Linked DNA regions of Pan troglodytes: all the other regions are linked to region 1. A link is a contact called in public Hi-C and HiChIP or PLAC-seq data. All regions are on one chromosome and are shown on one strand. The core of a region is the stretch at or near the end of the contact, and the rest is flanking DNA. Distances in the headings are between cores, read along the strand shown.

Region 1 (4,985 bases), core at 1,145-3,644:
GACAGGGTTTCACCATATTGGCCAGGCTGGTCTTGAACTCCCGACCTCGAGTGATCCGCCTGCCTCGGCCTCCCAAAGTGCTGGGATTACAGGCGTGAGCCACCACTCCTGGCCTTCAGAGTTTCTTTATGAGAGTTGCCAAATTAAAAAGTTAAAATATTTGCCTTTTGGCCGGGCGTGGTGGCTCAAGCCTATAATCCCAGCACTTTGGGAGGCCAAGGCGGGCGGATCACGAGGTCAGGAGATCAAGACCATCCTGGCTAACACGGTGAAACCCCCTCTCTACTAAAAATTATAAAAAATTAGCCAGGCGTGGTGGCGGGCACCTGTAGTCCCAGCTACTCGGGAGGCTGAGGCGGGAGAATGGCATGAACCCCGGAGGCAGAGGTTGCAGTGAGCCTAGATCGGGCCACTGCACTCCAGCCTGGGCGACAGAGGGAGACTCCATCTCAAAAAAAAAAAAAAAAAAAAAAATTGCCTTTTTAAGATGTCCCATTATGGACATCTCTCAGGAGAAGGAATCAAATTCCCTTGAGGGCTAAGAAGAGAGAATCCTATTAGCTTCCCCAGGGATGGAAGAATGTCCCATCAACCACCATTGCTAAAGACAAAAACTATCTTGGGGGATCTGGGTATATCTCCTGAAGTGGCAACATAGAAACATTTTTTAACATAACATTGTTATTCTTAAAAAATTTTGTAACTGTTGCAATCCACTGTATCACATATGTTTTATTACAAGATAAACAATTTCAGCCAGGAGTGGTGGCTTGGCCTGTAGTCCCAGTCCCTTGGGAGGCTGAGGCAGAAGAATCACTTGAGCCCAGAAAATTGAGGTTTCAGTGAGCTATGATAGAACCACTGCACTGCAGCCTTGGCAACAGAGCTAGACCCTGTCTTGGGGGGAAAAAAAAGGCCCGGCTACAGTGACTGGTGCCTGTAATCCCAGAACTTTGGGAGGCCAAGGCGGACGGATTACTTGAGCTCTGGAGTTTGAGACCAGCCTGGGCCACATGGCAAAACCCCGTCTCTACAAAAAATACAAAAATTAGCTGAGCACGCACCTGTAATCCCAGCTACTAGGAGGCTGAGGTGGGAGGATCGCATGAGCCAGGAAGGCAGAGATGGCAGTGAGACGGGATCATGCCACTGCACTCCAGCCTGGGTGAGGGTGACCTCATCTCAAAACAAAAACAAAAAAACAAACAAACAAGAAAATTGCAATTACTTAATACTTGCATTATTTACCTAACTTCTCCTGAGTCCCAACATAAAGGCATCCATGCTTAAGAACGTTGCTTGTCCTGTCCCAGGGTCCCCTTGGTCCACTGCAGAATCTTTCACTACAGTATAACATGTTTTTTCTTTCAACATTTTTAAGTTTTCCAAATCCGTAAGAAATGGGCACTGTTAGTATTAAAGATATAAAGAAATTTAAGACAAGTGCTGTGTCGTTTAGATTTAGCAGTCAGTGTGATTAGAAGCAGCAGAGGAGAGGCGTGACCCAAGACACCGATTCTAGTTATAAGGTCTCTCTGGCTTCAAGAGGGGAAGCAGGGAGGCCCTATCGAGTTGCTGCGGCTCAGGTCAGAAACGGTGGACTGGACTAGGGGGCGGGGGTATCAGTGGCAGCAGGCGGAGCTGGCAATTGCCAGGAGTCCTTGGCCAGAGCCTGACCCAGCCCACCCAGCTCTCTGGTTTTCTGCTTGGAGAGAAAGATATCCTGACAGATGCGAGTTTAGGCAGTGCCCTGGGTATGACCAAAGGATGTTGGTTAAAGGCTCCGTTCTGGGAACGGGTCAGGATTCGTCCTTGCTTCCTTCTGAAGGGTTTTGTGTCCTCAGGCTGTTTCCTGGTTTGTGAAATAGGATAGTAGCTGCCTCCTGCATCCATCAGGTAATAGGGATGCAATGATTACATAAGGACTATGAAGCCATGGCAGCCATTCTTATTAATAACCTGAGGGGCGCAGAACGTCGTTTAGAGTTTGCAAGGGTTTGAAAAGCCCCCCGTAAGTGGACACTTCCCAGCAGAGGCCATCACACTAACTCTCGCGTGCTCAGCTCCTTGCATTTTACAGAAGTCCCCCCAGAAACTCTCGTTGGCGCCTCTTAGCTGCCCAATGAGGCCACATGAGTCATTAACCTCGTTCATATAACAGAAAACGGAGCTCTGACGGATCTCGTTTCCCCTGTGGGGAGATCACTGAGTCGGAAACGAAGCTCTGTGGCCATGGATCTACTTCGGATAGACTGGGAGGAAATGGATTTCCTCCGTGGGGCGGGAGGCTCTAGTGCTCGAGGGCAGGAAACGCCAGGAGGTGGCCCAAGGAAGAGGCCGCACACGACGCCCCGCCCCCGGCTCGAGCCCCGGATGAGGAAGTGGTGCGGCCACCGAGACGAGACGGAGGCCCGGCGAGAGCGGCGCGGGGGCGCGAGGGCGGGAAGGAGGCGGGGCCCCGGGGCGGAGCCACCGGAGCGGCGCGGGTTCTCAGGTGAGCGCTACACGGTCGGGGCGGGCCTTGCAGGCGCTTCAGGCTTAGGGGCGGAAGCAGCGCGGGCCGCGCGGGCGTAGGCGGGGTATCTGGAGGAGGCGCAGGGAACCTGGAGAGGGTCCAGCCCTCAGTGCCCCGGCCAGAGGCGGGAAGGGGCTCTAGAGCTTCGGTGAGTGGAGCTGCCCGCCCCGGACTGGGGATTGGGGGGGCTTGAGATAGGGGACCTTGGCCCAGGCTCCATCCCCATTCCGCTGTGTGACCTTGGACAAGTCTCTCTCCCTCTCTGAGCCTCAACGGCCTCAGCTGTGAAATGGAGTCAGGGAAGGTCTGCTGAGAGTTCGCACAGACCGAGGTTTGGGGAAGGAACTTCTGCTTTCCTCCTCTTTGTGGTTGCCTTGCTCAGGACATTGGCAGCAAAACGAGAATGGTGGGAGTGTCTCTTAAGTCTCGAGTGACCTTGAGCAAGTCCCTTGCCCGGAGTCACACTTTCATCATCTACAAAATGAGTGGGCTAACCTCTTTTAAGATCTCTTTACTATTTGGGTGTTATTGGTGTAGATGGAGACAAGGTGATGAGCACCCATTCAGCGCAATGCTTCCCCTATGGGGGTGTGATAGAATATCTTCTCCTAGGTTTGACTAGCCCCTGGCCCGAATTCCCCTTAGTTCCTGGATTCTGTGGTTCTATTTGTTCTCCATCGCTCCTTGTAACTGGAGGAGTGACTTCTTCCGAGAGTCACTTGGCACCACTTCACAGCAGAGGAACACCAGTATCTTCACTGGCCTAAAATCAAAGAGTGGTTGCAAGGAAAAATCTGACATTCCAACCTTTTCGTTTGTGTTTCTGTGGCAGGGAGGCAAGATGACTTCTCTGCCCCAAGCTTGGAACAGCTAAAGGGAAAAACAGTGCAAGATGAGAACAACAAAGGTCTACAAACTCGTCATCCACAAGAAGGGCTTTGGGGGCAGTGGTCAGTATCGATTGGTCTTTAGAGGTTTTGTAAGTTGGCTGAGGTTCTGGTGTGTGCAATACCTAGAAATTACACACTGACTCGTGTGACAATTGAGGCTAAACAGGCGACTAAACAGACTAAAGCAGCAACTGTCATACAGTAACAATAGGAGGATGGCAGGACCCTTCTAATGCATTTGCATGAAGACTTTTAAGGAACATTGTGAATGCTGCCGGTTTACTACCCTTCATTTGTTGAATTGCATTGTTAATTACAAATCTTCCGTGTATGTTCCATAAAATTCCAGCCTGCACTGGTTTGGCAGATAAGAGAAACTAAAATCGTTTATCAGTTTTTACACTGAGTGAGAGAGAAGCAGCATAGATGTGCATAGAGCAGGTATGATCAAAGCATGAACCTTTGCCTGGCTTGTAGGCATGGGAAGAAGGAGCAGGATACAGCATGTTATTCTGCAGTGAACTATAGTCTGAGTATCTACTCTGCTTCTAATTTTCCTGGTGACCTTGGGCAAGCTCCTAGTGTACCTTATCTGAAAGTTGAAGGGCTTTAGAATAGTTTCTCTTAACATCTATTTTTTTTCCTTTCTTTCTTTTTCTTTTTTTTTTTTTTTTGGGACACGGTCCCCCATGTTGCCCAGCCTGGTCTGGAACTCTAGAGCTCAAAAGATCCTTCCACCTCAACCTCAACCTCCCTAGTAGTTGGGATTACAGGCGTGAGCCACTGTACCCAGCTCTCCTTAGCACCTTGAATCCATGAATCTGAAGAATAAAAGGGCACTTAGTATAATTTTTTTTTCTTTCGTAAGGGAATAATTTTCCATTCTGTCTTAACAGCATTATTTACTTCAGAAATTGGAGTTAACAATATAATGACTCTTTTTATTTTATTTTATTATTTATTGGCATTTTTTTTTGAGACAGAGTCTCGCTCTGTCGCCAGGCTGGAGTGCAGTGGCGTGATCTCAGCTCACTGCAACCTCCACCTCCCAGGTTCAAGCAATTCTTCTGCCTCAGCCTCCCGAGTAGCTGGGACTACAAGTGCATGCCGCCACACCTGGCTATATATTTTTTTGTTTTGTATTTTAGTAGAGACAGGGTTTCACCATGTTTCCCAGGCTGGTCTCGAACTCCTGAGCTCAGGCAATCCGCCCACCTTAGCCTCCCAAAGTGCTAGGATTACAGGCGTGAGCCACCGCGCTAGCATGAGTCTTTTTAACATTGTATTTTAGGGTGTATTTACTTCTACATTATGTAGATATAAGCCTCCAGAGGGGAAGGACTGCCAAAAAGGGAAAACAATAGTTTCTCTATCATAGAGCATTGTGAGGCTTCAGTAAAGTGATACATGTAATGCGTTTAGCAGAGTGTTAGACTCTGTGCTCAATAAATGTAGCCATTGTAATTACCAGGCTACAGGCATTGCTATATTTAAACTACAATTTCTACTAAAATGCACAGTCTATTGTTATTACTTTGATGCTGTTGATGTTGCCTAAATATTTGTGGAGTGGAATAAAG
Region 2 (4,985 bases), core at 642-3,141, 220 kb after region 1:
AAGGTGTTTGTGCATGACACATGAGCCTGTGGGGTAGAGGCGGGAGAGGCGGGGTACAGGGACATGTGGGACAGATGGTTGCTGGGGGAGAAGCCTCCTCCTCACCAGCTGGTTCCCAGGGACAGCATACTTTGTAGCTCTCATTTCCAGGCCTACACCCAAGGCAGAGAGAAGAGGGGAATGAGCAGGCACATCCACGAAACTGAGGCCTCAGGGGGCAGGACTGGTGGAAGGGGCCCTCTGCCTCTAGCTACCTCATAGCCCAGCCCTACCAATAAATAACCATGGTTTTGCTAGTGCCTCCAAGTACTGGACCTCAAAAGTCACAAAATACCCGGAGATTAAAAAGAAATGAATAGGCTGGGCACGGTGACTCACACCTGTAATCCCAGCACTTTTGGAGGCTGAGGCAGGTGGACTGCTTGAGTTCAGGAGTTTGAAAGTAGCCTGGGTAACATGGCAAAACAATAAATACAAAAATTAGCCAGGCCTGGTAGTTCCAGCTACTCAAGAGGCTGAGGTGGGAAGATTGCTTGAGCCTGGGAGGTCGAGGCTGCAGTGTGCCAAGATCGTGTCACTGCAATTCACCCTGGGGAACAGAGTGAGACTGCCTCGAAAAAAAAAAAAAGAGTGAATAAACACGAAGATTAGGCCCTGTGACCCCCAACACACACGCACACGCACACACATGCGTGCACACACACACACACTCCTTTTTATTTTGAGATGGAGTCTCGCTCTGTTGCCTAGGCTGGAGTGCAGTGGTGCAATCTCGGCTCACTGCAACCTCCGCCTCCCGGGTTCAAGCTATTCTTGTGCCTCAGCCTCCTGAGTAGCTGGGATTACAGGCGCGTACCACCACACCAGGCTAATTTTTGTATTTTTAGTAGAGACAATTTCACCATGTTGGCCAGGCTGGTCTCGAACTCCTGACCTCAAGTGATCCGCCTGCCTCGGCCTCCCAAAGTGCTGGGTTTACAGGTGTGAGCCCCTGCGCCTGGCCATACTGCTTCCTTAATGTATTAGGGTTCAATCAGAGAAACTGTACCAGTAAGGGGATACAGATTAAGAGATTCGTTGCAAGGAGGTGATTTGCGCGATTGTGGGGCTGGCTAGGTAAGTGCAGTAAGTGCAGGCTGGAACTCTTGTCAAGGGCTGAAGTTGCTATCCACAGGCAGAATTTCTTCTTCAGGAAAACCTCAAGTCTGATTTTAAGGCCTTTCAACTGCGTCTATCAAGCCCTCCTAAATTATTCAGGATATCTTCCTTTTATATAAAGTCAACTGATAATGGACTTTATTCGCATCTACAAAACAACTTCACCAAAACATCCAGTTTCGTGTTGGAATAATTGGGGCCTTCAGTCTAGCCAAGTTGACACAGTAAAAAAGACATCACACTCAGCAGGGCATGGTGGCTCAGTCCTGTAATCCTAGCACGTTGGCAGGCCAAGGCGGGAGGATTGCTTGAGGCCAGGAGTTCCAGACCAGCCTGGGCAACGTAAAAAGACACCATCTCTCCAAAACATAAAAAAAGATAAATTAGCTGGGCTCGATAGCTATACCTATAGTCCTAGCTACTCAGGAGGCTAATGTGTGAGAATCACTTGTGCCCGGAGTTTGAGGCTGCAGTAAGCTATGATCATGCCACTGTACTCCAGCCTAGGTGACAGAGCGAGACCGTGTCTCAAAAACAAACAAACAAAAAGCAGTGGAACGTTGCTTTACGTATATTAGAGCACTTACCACATGCCCTGTGGTTAAGTGATTTGCATGCAGCATCTCAGTTAATCTCAGAACATCCCGTGACGCAGGTATCCTTCTTGTCCCTGATTTTACAGGTCAGGAAACGGCCTCAGAGAGGTGAGGAGACGCCCACAGTCGCGTGGCGTGGTGCACCTGTGTTCTGAACTGTCACTTGCCTCTCCCTGTGAGCCTCTCTTTACTCTGCCTTGTCTTCTTGTCCTGGGGCAAGAAGTTAGGGTTCAAGACCCTTCGGGATGTGAGGATGTTTCTGCCACTCCGGACCTTAGTTTTCTCCCCTAAGTGGCTCTATCTCTCCCGGCCTGAGTTTGGAAGGGAGGCACCAAACTCCTTTTCTTAGGCCTGTGCTGCCATCTATGGAGCTCGAAGGTGCTCGCCACGCTCCAGACCGGCCACCTGGCAGGCAGGTGAGCTTGCAAGTGTGAAGAGCAGCGGGATGCGGGGGAGGGAGCAAGCCTAGTAACAAATAAAGCAAATATCATCGGCCCTTGTCCTCAGCTGCTCGCTCAGGCCCCCCAGAATCCTGTAGCATTTCTGGGGATTAAGAGGGTGGTGGGGTTTTCACCTCTATCACGTCTACTGCCAGCCTGGCGCCCAAAGGTTCGGCCGTCATCCGCCCCAGCGGGTCCCTGGAACCGCCGGGATGCCCAGGCTGCCAGGGGGTCTAATGGGAAACTGGGAGTTTCTTTCAGGCCACAGGATAGGTCTGCAGTGCGACTCAGGCTCCCGCGGGGACCTGCCCACTCGAACGGGGGAGGAGAAAGAGGCTCCGGGGGAGAGCCAAGGAGGTGGAGAAGAGGAGCGGCGTCCCGGGAAAGGGGATGCTGGAGCTCCTGCCGACGCTCCACCTGTAGCCCCGCCCTTGACTCCGCCCACTTCCCCGCCCCTCCCTTCCAGGCGCAGCCTCGAGGTGGCGCTGTGGGGCCGCGCAGGGTCTAGGGCGACTTTCTGGGGGAGCCGCGGCCGCCAGGCTCCGTGGGTTTTGGTTCAGGCGCCGGTTAGTGTCGGGGTAGGCCACGCAGTGAGTTGGCTTGTGGCAGGAGGCAGGCGGAAACCGAGGCTGAGAGGCTGGCTGTCGCTGCCACCCCTCAGCAACCCCAGTGCAGCTGGTCATCCTGTCAGCCGATCAGTCAGTCGCGTCCCCAGCCCGGCTCACACGCCTCCTCCATCAGTCCCTCAGCCAGTCCCTGCGTTTCCTTTCTTTCCCTTGCCTTTCTCTCTCTTTTTTCTTGTCTTTTCTTTCTTTCTTTTCCTTCCTTCTCTTTCTATTTCTCTCACTTTCTTTCCTTTTCTTTTTCTTTTTTTGAGAGGGGTCACCTCACTATGTCACCCAGGCTGGAGTGCAGTGACGTCATCTCGGCTCACTCAGCTTCGACATCCTGGGCTCAAGCCATCCTCCCGCCTCGGCCTCCCAAAGCTCCGGGATCACAGGCAGAGCCACTGTATCCGCCCAACCATTGCGGTTCCTGCCAGGTGGTCGGCTGGCAGGTCGGCCCTTGTCACCTGGGTCCCCGAGCCCTGCACACTGTGAGGGCGAACAGAGTCCATGGAGGATGGTGAAGGGAGGAAATATGTGGAGCCCAGGCCTTGCTTTTTCTGTTTGTTGTTGTTGTTTTGTTTTTTTTTTTTTTTAGACGGAGTCTCGCTCTGTCGCCCAGGCTGGAGTGCAGCTCACTGCAAGCTCCGCCTCCCGGGTTCACGCCATTCTCCTGCCTCAGCCTCCCGAGTAGCTGGGACTACAGGTGCCCGCCACCACGCCCGGCTAATTTTTTGTATTTTTAGTAGAAACGCGGTTTCACCGTCTTAGCCAGCATGGTCTCGATCTCCTGAACTCGTGATCCGCTCACCTCAGCCTTCCAAAGTGCTGGGATTACAGGCGTGAGCCACCGTGCCCGGCCTCTTTTTTTTTTTGAGTCTTGCTCTGTTGCCCAGGTTGAAGTGCAGTGGTGCGATCTCTGCTCACTGCAACCTCTCCCTTCCGAGTCCAAATGATTCTCTTGCCTCAGCCTCCTGAGTAGCTGGGATTACAGGCACTCACCACCACGCCTGGCTAATTTTTGTGTTTTTAGTAGAGGCGAGGTTTCACTATGTTGGCCAGGCTGGTCTTGAACTCCTGGCCTCAAGAGTCTGCCCGCCTCGGCCTCTCAAAGTGCTGGGATTACAGGTGTGAGCCACTGTGCCCGGCCGTTTTTTTTCTGTTTTTGGTCAGAGTTACTTGCCAAAGGGCTTTGGTTTTTTCCCCTCAGGATCTCCCAGGCCCTTGGGGGGCAGAGGGGACAACGATGCTGACCCGCTCCTGAGGTGGCGCTCGGCCAGCACAGCTGTCCCTGGAGCAGAAGAGTGGCAGTGGAGGGGCCAGAGCCCTGGCTTTCAGCGGCTGTACTGAGAGTTACTCCACGTTCAGCCCTTCCCCGCCCGACGCGGATTGGCTGTGGGCTGGGTCTGATCCTTCCCGGACCTGGAGCAGCTGTGGGCTGGGCCTGATCCACTGACTGCCTTCTATGTCAGAGCTGGCAGCATGGGGGCCCAGACCCGGGCCCTTCCAGGAGGTGCCAGGGCAGTGGGACCCAGCCCTGAGCTGGAGAGAGCATTCCTGTGCTGGTCGCGGCAGTGCTTCCACCTCACTGTGTGTGCTTGTGCAGGTCACTTCACCCAGGCCTCGGTGTCATCACGGACAGCTTTCAGAAAGGGGAGACAGCCTGGGCATGGTGGCTCACACCCATAACCTCAGCACTTTGTGAGGCCAAGGTGGGGAGGATCACTTGAGGCCAGGGGTTCAAGACCAGCCTGGGCAACGTAGTAAGTAACCCCATCTCTAAAGAAAAAAAATTAGCTGGACATGGGAGGCCGAGGTGGGAAGATGGGGCTTGAGCCCAGGAAGTCGAGGCTGCAGTGATCCTCGACTGCACTCCAGTGGTGCATTTGATTACACTACTGCACTCCAGCCTGGGTGACAGCGAGGAGACCCCTCTCAAACAAACAAAATCCCCCCAAACCAAAACCTGCCACCTACTTCCTTGCCCTGCCCGGTACTGTGGGTTTGGAAATATAACCATGGAGGTGAAAGCCCAGGTGTGAGGAAGTTATAACCTGACCTCTCATGGTTTTCCTGATGCAGGGGAGGAAGAATGGAAGAAAGAAATGAGAAAAGGCAGGGGTGGCCTGAACTCCTGGGCTCCAGGGGACGCTGTGTCTGTTACCCCCACCCATAGGAGCCTGGGG
Region 3 (4,985 bases), core at 786-3,285, 190 kb after region 1:
CACACTGAGCTGATGGGTGGGTAGGAGGTGAGGAAGAGGAGACGGGGAAGTTTGGTGAGAAGAAAAGCTTCATGGGAGAACCAGAGTGTCCTTTACACATGTCAGAAATCAATTATTTAGAATGCTCCAGCTCTACCTAATTTTCACTGTTTTGAAATCAATCTTAGTCCAACCTCATCAGAAAAGCTGGAAGGGCTCTAAGCCCTCTAAGAGCTAGAAGGAACTGAGGAGGTCCCCCCATCCAGGGCTGGCCCTCCTCCCATCTCTCACTGGGACCCCATCCTTACGGGGGGTGGAGTGGATGATTCATTACTATCTAGCATGCTCTTTAAATATATTCACTAGGGGAAAGATCAGCCTGGTTTGTTAACCTCGATTCCAACAGCAAAGGTGACTCTTCAAAGCATGGTGAAGCCTGGGGTAGTGGCCTCCTCCCAGACCCACATTCAAATCCTGTTTCATGGGCCCCCAAAAGTGTGATCGTTTCAGCATCATAGCAGGAAGAGGAAGGCCTGGGAGGCAGGAAAGCTGGTATGGAGACCCCAGCTCTGCTCACTCGCTGTGCAAACTAGGGCCGGCCCCTCCTTTCCCTCAGACCTCAGTTTCCCGTTATTCAGGATAAGGGGTTAGACAGGGGCGATTCTAAGGGTCCTGCCAGCTCTGACATTTCAGCATGTGGATATCTATTCTAAAGTCCTTGAAACAGTTAAGTCCAACTCACCAGATGGAAAACAGGTCCAGAAAAGGCCTGGTCTCCAGTTCCCTCCCTTCTCCCTTCGAACACGTCTTACTCTCTAGAGCAAGATTCCAGGCCTGAAATATGGCTTCCCAATTACCTAAGGATGAAGCCTCCAATCTTCGGCCTGGCATTTAAAACACTCCGTAATCTTGTTTTACCCAACCTCACTTCCCATTCTTAGGCCTCTCTTCTCACCATCTCCCAGGTCACTGCCAAGCCTTTGCCCATGCTGTACCCCAGGCCTTAATCTTTTTCCTGACTCTCCTTCAAGATCCAGCTTATCCCTGTGGGCTGAGCATGCAGTAGATGCTCAATAAAATTATCAGCGAGCCCAAGGCCCCCTCTCCTGCACTGCCCTTGGCATGTTGAAATCAAGTGGGGGCCTTGTTTTAATCATCATTTTCCTAGCTTGTCGGGCAGCCCAGCCCAGGGCCTGGCACAAGGGACCCTCAGTATCCAATACCAGCCAGGATTGGGAGGGGCTCAGTGACCAGCCAGTTGGGCCACCCCAGCTCTTTGCCACAAGAGAAAGTTCAGCCTGGGTTTGGACTCAGATCCTGGCCCCACCACTTACAGGCTGCGTAACCCTGAGCAAGTCACTAACCTCGCTTTTCCTCAGGTTCCACGTTTTAAATATGGGGAGGCCAGCTGTGCCCACTATGGGCTGGGTAGTGAGGATTAAAGAGGAGAATGCTTGTACGGGACTAGCACTGTGCTGGCTCCTAATGTGTCCTCAATATTACTTGTCCCGCCCTGGCCACCCAGTCCCCTCCTCTGGTGGAAGGCACAGCCTGCCCAAGGCTACGTCTCAGGTTGGGTTCGATTGTGTGTGTCTGTGTAGCGGGGCTGTCCCCGAGGGTCGGACTCGATCCTGCCCCGACCAGTACAAGGTGTGGCCCAGCAGAACGCATGGACAGGCAGGGCTCGGGGCGGGCGGGACGGCTGGGGCGGGGCTGGGCGGACCCGCCCCTCAGGGCACGCGGCCTCCCGGCTTCTCCGCCAGTATGTTTGCTTGCTTTTGGGGCCCTTCTCAAGCCAGATCTCTAACGTGGATGGAGTGGCGCGTTTCAGGGTGGGGCTATGACAATGCACTGCCTGTGCAGCCGCCATCACCGCGCCCCCTCCACCGGCTCCGCAGTCTCCTGCCCGGCTTTCCCTTCTCCACCTCCATCTCTGCGGCGGTAAAATGCAGCACTCGCAGAGCGCCTGCGCGGCTTTCAGGCCGGGCGGCTGCGGCGGCGGCGGCGGCGGCGGCGGTGGCTATTTATAGTAGGTGACGTCACCTTGAAATAGACCGTTAGGGCCGGCCCGCCCTTCCCCCCTCCCACTCCCGCCGCTCCCCGCCGCCCGGCCTGGCCACTCTCACTGCGCAGGCGTCGTCCCGTCCTCCCATCCCCCAGCGCGGCCGCCTCTCCTCCCTCGGCGTTGTCCGCGGCGCGAGCCACAGCGCGCGGGGCGAGCCAGCGAGAGGGCGCGAGCGGCGGCGCTGCCTGCAGCCTGCAGCCTCCGGCCGGCCGGCGAGCCAGTGCGCGTGCGCGGCGGCGGCCTCCGCAGCGACCGGGGAGCGGACTGACCGGCGGGAGGGCTAGCGAGCCAGCGGTGTGAGGCGCGAGGCGAGGCCGAGCCGCGAGCGACATGGGGGACCGGGAGCAGCTGCTGCAGCGGGCGCGGCTGGCCGAGCAAGCGGAGCGCTACGACGACATGGCCTCCGCCATGAAGGCGGTGAGCGCGCCGGGAGCCCGGGCGGCTGGCCGGGGGGGCCTGGCGTTGGGGAGGGACGGGGATGGCCGCGGGCGGCGTTCCCCTCCCGGCCATGGGCGACCCGGCTGGGCGTGGCCGCCCGCCCGCCCTTAGCCCGCGCTTCCCGCTCCCGCTGGGCGTCCCGCCACTACCTGAGGCTGGGCCCGGGGTGGGGGATCCGGGAGGGTGCAGTTCGGGATCGCGAAGGCAGCCCCGGAAGGGGGGCGGGCCGGTCGGGGTCGCCACATCTTAGTTCGGAGCCCGGCCGGGGGCAGAGGGTGCCCTAGGGGACGCAAAGGAGCCGCATTCCTCCTTCTAGAGCGTTTCACCGGACCCGGGGGCTCCCCCTCTCGTCTTCCTCCGTTCCCCAACTTGGAATAAAGAATCACCTAGTAAGTGGCGCCCTGTCTCAGCTGGTTTTCTCTGCCACGACCTGAAGTCTGTAATTCCGATCTGTTTTGCTCTGCTCGTTCGAATTGTTCTGGTTCCATCTTCCCACGCCTGGGGGTCTGGCTTTGTGTGCGAAGACCCCTTTCCTGCAGTCTAGGCGTGGACGGGGGCGGGAGAGTGGGCGGAGGGTGTGGGGCCCCACTTCACAGCCCCAGGTTTGCTGCTGCGCTCTCTGCTTGGAGATTAAAATGAAACGTGACTTCTAGGTGAGACGAATCTGTGTGTCTTTGCATTCCTGAGACCCTCATAAATCGATTCTGCAGCTTCTCCGGTGGATGAGTCGTGCCCAGCCACACCCTAGCAAAATACCGTGGGTCACACACCACCTGCATTTCTGAGTTCCGGTTACCATCTCACTCTCTCTCCACGTTATTTTACGTTTTCTGTAAATGAATATTTCCTCTCCCTGCGTCAAGGTCACACAGTGGTAGAACTACAACTGCGACCACCAACCTATGTTCAGTGTACAACCTCCTGAGACCTGGGAGGATCCCCTTGAACTCCGCCTTAGATCTATAGATTCAGAAATTCGGGCGGTGAGACTCAGACATCTGCATTGTAACCAGCTCTCACAGGCGATTTTTAGCTGGCTTAAGTCTGAGAATTACTGCCCATGATTATAGTAAATGTATCCTTTGCTGGCCTTTTGGAGGGAGTTCCGAAAAAAACTGCCAATACAAAGGCTCCCTAAAATCTTAAGTCATTTGGAAAGCTCATTTGAAGGCTTTTGATGTTAATATCAGATGAAATATGTAGTTGGGGCCAATATTTAGGATTGTTCAGGTAAGAAAGGTACTTGAAGAGTTGCCTTTCCTCTGGTGTCCTTGTTACACACATAACTGGGTGTGTTTGGAAACCAGCAACACCGTTGCCCGTATGTTGATTTGTTGGTGATCTTGACTTGAGCACTATTAGCGTGCTGTTGTGGTGAGGCAGGTTTTCTTGCAGACCGGGGGACGGTCTAGGTCTGGAGGCTGAACTTTATGTAATTCAGGGGGTCCTTTAAAAGAAAATCTAAAATATAATTTTGCATATTTTACAAAAATGGGACTGACGAATGCATTTCCTTGGAAGGGACCCTGAACCTTAATTTTCTTTGGGATAAAGCTGCCTCTGTCCACAGCAGGTCACACTTAAGCCCCTCCTCCCCAGGAACTGAGTGGTGCTGGGATTATGCAGGCTGAGGCCTCTCCACACATTTTCATGAAGTGGTTGCTCACCCTCTAAGTGAGACGTAAAGACTGCAGTGTTCGGAGCCCTTCGGGAAATAAATGTGGTGAAAAGAAAGGAGGGACAAGGTTTAAAGGAAGGGGAAATGGAGGTTAAGGAAAAATGGCTAGAAGGTGTGTTCTGGAACAATCAGAAACCTGAGGCAACTTGAAATGGGGGAAAAAGGCAAGAATGGAGAGATGTTACCAGAACGAAATCTAGTTTGAGCAGAGAAAAAGACTGGCTTTCTAGTAGGCTTGTAAAATGCTTTCCTGCAGCAAGCTACTTGTGTCCATAGATCTTCTCTGGAGGGTTAAGGTAGCCTTTTGTAAACCAAAGGAATCTATAATATCTATATTTGAAATAATTAATGAGTTGGAAAAGCCACCCAGCGTAGAAGAGTCAATCCAAGCTTTAATTCTGCCATCTCAGAATGGTGATAAATTCTCCCCCATCATCTAAATGGAATATATTGTGCTTATAGATATTTTCTTTAAAAGAAAAAAAAGAATATATTGGAAGGGACTGGCAGGGGTCACTTTCCCTGCTAACTTGGTGTTTGTAGATTAAATTCTTAAATGTTACTGGGATGACTCAGTCTCTATGTTATTAATCTCATCAGCCTTAACTAAGGCTTTTGGAAAGGGTGTAAGTTTCAGTAACCCTCTGGGTTTACCTGGGCTTTCTTCAGGGCTGGGGAAGGGCAGGTAAGTAGCCTGCTGTAGGGAGGACGGAGCAGGACACATGTGTTGAGGATATATTCTGATGCCACCAGTCTGTAACCTTGAAACTTACATCTTGGCTTTAGGTCCTCTGAAGTATAAAACTAGTGATGTTGCTGTTATTA

The links. Hi-C and Micro-C count contacts between places; a contact is called where the count stands out from the background. HiChIP or PLAC-seq counts read pairs in DNA pulled down with a chosen protein or histone mark.
Region 2: an H3K4me3 HiChIP or PLAC-seq map of stem cell-derived excitatory neurons shows a contact between it and region 1, with 3 times the contacts expected there. The contact joins the promoter of SLC5A1 here to the promoter of DEPDC5 in region 1. A contact is called at or near these places in 1 of 7 Hi-C or Micro-C datasets (stem cell-derived neural progenitor cells) and 1 of 1 datasets of contacts at active chromatin or transcription factors (stem cell-derived excitatory neurons).
Region 3: a Hi-C map of stem cell-derived neural progenitor cells shows a contact between it and region 1, with 2.2 times the contacts expected there. The contact joins the promoter of YWHAH here to the promoter of DEPDC5 in region 1. A contact is called at or near these places in 1 of 7 Hi-C or Micro-C datasets (stem cell-derived neural progenitor cells) and 1 of 1 datasets of contacts at active chromatin or transcription factors (stem cell-derived excitatory neurons).

Annotation. Positions count from the first base shown.
Region 1 is chr23:33,866,742-33,871,726 of NHGRI_mPanTro3-v2.0_pri, forward strand. It overlaps DEPDC5 (DEP domain containing 5, GATOR1 subcomplex subunit), which reads left to right and starts at 2,395. Exons shown (of 41, transcript XM_063808211.1): 1 at 2,395-2,494; 2 at 3,348-3,465. The coding sequence starts at 3,408.
Region 2 is chr23:34,085,578-34,090,562 of NHGRI_mPanTro3-v2.0_pri, forward strand. It overlaps SLC5A1 (solute carrier family 5 member 1), which reads left to right and starts at 1,892. Exons shown (of 17, transcript XM_063808216.1): 1 at 1,892-2,170.
Region 3 is chr23:34,059,873-34,064,857 of NHGRI_mPanTro3-v2.0_pri, forward strand. It overlaps YWHAH (tyrosine 3-monooxygenase/tryptophan 5-monooxygenase activation protein eta), which reads left to right and starts at 2,036. Exons shown (of 2, transcript XM_001151423.7): 1 at 2,036-2,461. The coding sequence starts at 2,375.